Regions from separate parts of the Danio rerio genome. Here region 2 is linked to region 1. The links are chromatin contacts, called in public HiCAR-type maps. All regions are on one chromosome and are shown on one strand. The core of a region is the stretch at or near the end of the contact, and the rest is flanking DNA. Distances in the headings are between cores, read along the strand shown. Region 1 holds the start of cyb5r3 (cytochrome b5 reductase 3). Region 2 holds the start of cry1a (cryptochrome circadian regulator 1a).

Region 1 (2,700 bases), core at 34-2,533:
TTTCATTAGGGTCAACTTAAAGAACTTTTTTTTTTCTCCATAACATGATGAACATTTCCACGGTGTGAAATTTTTAATCAGTGCAAGCTTCACCTGATATTTATTTGTATGGATTGAGCTCTATGATCTCTTAAACTGTTCCTGGACCTGCAGTAGCACACACTGTGGATCTCATCTGAGCCTCGTACAAGTCCAGCTATTTAAGAAGTTTCATCTGGATCTGAATGAACTGGATTTGAATGTTGTGTTTGGGTGTCCCAGGATCAGGTAATCTATTTCTCTTTTGTCCCATTTTCCTAGTTTTGATTTTGAACAACTTCTGATTGGTTCATCTCTGATGAGTTTCACTGTATATAAAGTGATTAATTACAATCAACATTAAATGTATAATGTTTTTTGTTTAGTAAGCATATATGGCTGCTTTCCTCTCATAATATATGGCTGTCTGGCAGTCAAAAGGATAAAAGGGCCCAAAGAGTCAGAACTATAACAAGAAATATGAGTTGCAGTTTGCTTGTAGGCCTGCAAAGCCAAGCATAGCTCTAGATAATAAAAAATAAAACTGCATGCAAATTACTTAAAGAACACAACAGTAACATTTAATTATGGTTCACTAACTGAATGTAACATTCACTTTTCATAAAATATTTGCAGTTTTATGCACGTTTGGGCTAAGAACGTGCATTTATAGATGTGACCAGCAGACGTCAACAGTCTAGACTCTAGATAGAACCATTCCAAATAGTGAATCATTTTAAGCTGTAATCGATTCAATTGATTCAAAGTTTTGAAAGATTCATTTCTCACGGTACTAAGTGGAAATTATTTGTAATAGTATTAATTTTACCTTGAAATACTTACAAACACACTTGAACAAATTCTGTGCATGGTTTACATTCCCTGCTTTATAAATTAGTTTGCTTTATGTTGGAGTTGGGTGATCAGCCCAGTAAGACCGAGAACTGCTACTCTAAATATATATATATATATATATATATATATATATATATATATATATATATATATATATATATATATATATATATATATATATATAATTATTATTATTATTTAAAAGAAAATTATAAAAAAAATATCCAAACCACATACAGGCTGGTTTATGTAACAGAGATCGCCTCCTAGCGCCGAAATAGTGAAACGTCAAAATGATTCAAAACAGTTATGTCGTATCGAGTCCTCGTTACTGAAGATTCGACTCGCAAAGGTTTCAAAGCTCAACGTAATGACGTCACTAGTATTTCGCCCTCTCCAGGAAGAGCTTGTCACTTTGACAAGGCTGCTAACTTTCTAGTAAAGCTATTATTAGCCTGTAAGTGTTATTATCATTCAGTGATACTTGACAGAGTACCGTAAACACCACAGGAGAAAATGTCTTTCATCTTTAACGTGAGTAAATTACAATAAATTAAACAAAAAAACTTGCAGAACAGTCGTCGTGTTTTATGCAAAACGCAACTGTATTTTCGACTGCAATGTCATATTTGCTAGTTTAAAATTATATTTCATCGCATTAAATGATGCTAACTGCATTGGTAGTTTGTTGACAGTCTGTTTTGCAAACAATCGTCAGTTTGCTTCAGCCTGTGCAGAACACACCCTCAATAATTGATCCATGGGTGTTTTCGGCTTATTACTGCATGACTAGTGAATGTTTTAATGTCCTCTTTTCTGTGTGTTGTTGTAGCTCATCACTGGTAGCTGTCAATTCGTGCTTGATTTTCTCCGAAGACTCTTTGGTTTTAAGTCGAGACCAGCCATCACCCTTGAAGATCCCGATGTAAAATACCCATTGCGTCTTGTTGACAAAGAGGTGTGGTTGCTTCAAAACAATATGTGCATAATATAACATTTCTTAAGTATCAGATGCTTTACATCCCTCTTTCTCTCTTAAGATTATAAGCCATGACACAAGAAGATTTCGATTTGCTTTAAAATCACCCGATCATGTTCTTGGACTTCCTATTGGTGAGTGTAATGTGTATATATATGCAAATACACCCTGCAAATATGTATATTATTATTGTACACATACCTTTAATATGTTTATATTTACATTTAAAGGTCAACACATCTACTTGTCTGCCAAAATTGATGGCAACCTTGTGGTGAGGCCTTACACGCCGGTGTCTAGTGATGATGATAAGGGCTTCGTGGATCTAGTTGTCAAGGTATAACATTCTTGTGTGTATATAATTAATTAATATCATTGTAAAATAAAAAGTTTTTTTGGAGGTTTAAATGTTTTGTTGCCTTATTTATTTCAGATATACTACAAAAATATCCATCCAAAGTTTCCAGACGGAGGCAAGATGTCCCAATACTTGGAGAGCCTTCGCATTGGTGACACAATTGATTTCAGGGGACCAAGTGGACTGCTGGTTTACAAAGGCAAAGGTTTGTAGTCAGCTGAAAAAATGTAGACAGTATTGAAATCCACTCAGTCTGAGAAAGCTAAGAAAACATCTGCTTAAATTGATGTAAAACCTGAAAAAATGACTGCATATGAATAGACTTAATATAACACTTTATTTTAATGGTCTATTTGAGTATTAGTAAACTAAATATCTTAATGTTGATACTTCTCCTTTAACAGACTTTTAACTGACTATAGGAAACTTTGCAAGTACAAGTCAACTTACGCTAACCCAAACCCCAACCTAACAGTCTACTTATACTCTA
Region 2 (2,746 bases), core at 180-2,679, 200 kb before region 1:
AATAGTTTGCATGCAAATAGTTTATGCAAAAAAAAAGTTAAGTTTGTTTACTTTTTTAGGACAGTTTTAAGATTACTATCATACCATAAGTACATGCAATTTTCAGATTATATGTTTTACATATGCATTTCATAAAACAATATATTCTATACAACAATATATTCCAATTTCATATCTATCTATCTATCTATCTATCTATCTATCTATCTATCTATCTATCTATCTATCTATCTATCTATCTATCTATCTATCTATCTATCTGGTTCATGCACAATTTGAAATTTCAATGCTTTTCTCAATATTTTACAATTTTCAATAAATAGTGGCAAATGCAGTAAAACCTTGGTAAAATAGATCCGGAGGGTGAAAGAGTACACAGATTTCAAATTCATTATGAGGTTTAAAATTATAATAATAATAATAGCACTCCATAGAAACAAAAATGAATGGCACTATACGATAAGAGTACAATAGACTAAATCAAAAGTGAATATTTTTGATTATAATAAATTAGACAAGAACGGATCTTGCAATGCATTCAATGCAAATACAAAATATTTGTCATCCGATCCCTTACCTCCACCTGCTGATCCCGACGTTGGAGGATCCTGCGAACCAGGGGTCGAGGATGTACACACAGCGGACACTGTGCGCTCCCAGAATAGAGTCTCTGAGTGAAGGATTGTCGTGGAGCCGCAAGCCCTTCCTGAACCAGTGGACTGTATTGACCACCATTACTCCACTAAAGTCCAGCTTTTAGTATGCAAGGGTTATTCTACAACACTCTCCAAAAAAGAAACTGCTCTCAAATGCGTAAACAAAAACGACAAATAATCTTACAAAATCACTATATATGCACGTTCAAATTATTCTGGATTTAATGAGAGAGAGAAAATAGTTAGCCTTGCTCCAACAAAACACTTTCCATCATTACGTCTAATAATTTGGAACACGACCTCAGATGAAGCATTGGGGCACGCGCTGGATACCCGCGCAACAGACGAATACGCGACCGGCTTTAGGACCAAGGCGCAACGCAAAGTACGCCTCCCTGTTGTATAACTTGTTTTTTCCGAATAACTTAAAATAATGAAAAACACGGTATATATACTATATCTCGCATGTAGAGAAAGTTGTGATTTGAGTTATGCGTAAAATGTCAATGCGTAGACTTACAGCTGAAGTCTATACGATGCGCGAGCCCGAATGAGCACGATTATGTAAATATTAATATTGGCTCAAACCTCTCGTATGAGCTTTTACAGGCAGCTGTCGCAAAATAAACCAATATCCCGCACGAAGAGAAGCCTCATACGAAGTATTCAGCGTGTCTTGTTTGTTTTCCTTCAATGTTATGTCCACTTGTAAATATTTTTCCAGAAGCGCAGGTTCCATACACTTTCAGCCATGCAATCCAGTCGGTCAACTTGACTCCACCTTGATGATTGCGCACACGGAGCAGCGCGCTCTGATTGGTCAAGCCCCAGAGTGACGCTGTTGATTCTCAGTCACGTTTCTTTGGTGTGATAACTTAAAACACCAAGTATAAATGCATTTAACTGCGTATTTAGTATAAACATTAGTCTTTATCTATTCTGTGTTATTATGCATGTAATTACGCATGTAATTACAAAGCTAAAACTTTAGTGTTTATGAAAAATATATTACTAGAAATATTATAGGGTGCATAGGAACTACTTGATGTTTGCATATGGAAAAACAGCAAGGCTTCGTTTTATGAATTGGTAGCACATGAAGACGGTTAAGGACTGTAGTGTGCTGTTCTCAAAGCTGATAGGTTGGAGCTGCAGTACCCGGATGGGCACATGAGAAGTGACATGATCAGGCTCGTGTCAGTGCGCGGTTTTTATTTCCTGCAGCAGGATGGCACTGTTGAGTCATGTTATGTACAAAAAAGTATTCCTTTCCAAGAAGTTTTGGTGCTTTTGGCTGTCTTTTAATGCACTGCATCAGTCTGTGGTCAGTTTTAGTTATATTCCCTGCATTTCTACAGGTCATGATGTTTAAACATCACTCATGCTATTTGATTTTATAAATGTGTGCATACATTTCTGCTCAGATGCTCACACACTCCTTGCAGAAGAGGCAAAATAGTCATGTTAGCCCTTTATTTTACAATACTCTTTCACATAGTATGCGCTGTTTATAGTCATTACATGAACTGGCTATGCACTATCCCTAAATCATACCCCTGAACTCAACCTTAACCTGTGTAGTTACCTTATATAAGCTAGTACTTTCTTAGTACACTATGCACACATGCTAAGTGCATGTACTGTAAAATGTTAAAGTAAAACTGCATTAATGATTTGAACATAATATCAGGTAATCTTTTATTTAGTTCTGCATTACACTACGAATGTTGCTGCCTACATTTTTTAGTTGAATCAAATTAACTTTTTAAGTCATCTCAACCTACATCAGTCAAACACACTTAAAATATTCACTTAAACTTCGTGGAACCTGATTAACTTAAAGTAATAATTTAAATAATCATAAATACATTTTGTCATTTCTTACAGTATAAATAATGTATTTTGCATAAAAGATGTGTCATATAAAAAATGACACTTTATTTTAAGGTGATGTAGTTACAGTGCAACTATTCATTTAACTTCTGAGTAATATTAATAAGTTATGTACTTACTATATGGTTGGGGTTAGAATGTGGATTAGCTTTAGGGTTAATAACATGTAGTTATGCATAATTCATTGTAACTACTAT

What was found. HiCAR-type assays count read pairs that join an accessible place to other places.
Region 2: a contact with region 1 is called in a HiCAR-type map of caudal fin, with 6 times the contacts expected there. The contact joins the promoter of cry1a here to the promoter of cyb5r3 in region 1. A contact is called at or near these places in 3 of 18 Hi-C or Micro-C datasets (caudal fin, hematopoietic stem cells and an unstated tissue) and 3 of 4 datasets of contacts at active chromatin or transcription factors (caudal fin, embryo and gastrula embryo).

Annotation. Positions count from the first base shown.
Region 1 is chr4:12,382,075-12,384,774 of GRCz12tu, reverse strand. cyb5r3 (cytochrome b5 reductase 3) reads left to right here and starts at 1,283. Exons shown (of 9, transcript NM_212685.1): 1 at 1,283-1,407; 2 at 1,706-1,831; 3 at 1,914-1,986; 4 at 2,083-2,189; 5 at 2,286-2,415. The coding sequence starts at 1,390. It also overlaps a transcript of btbd11a not described here.
Region 2 is chr4:12,584,919-12,587,664 of GRCz12tu, reverse strand. It overlaps cry1a (cryptochrome circadian regulator 1a), which reads right to left and starts at 1,429. Exons shown (of 14, transcript NM_001077297.2): 1 at 578-1,429. The coding sequence starts at 735. It also overlaps a transcript of btbd11a not described here.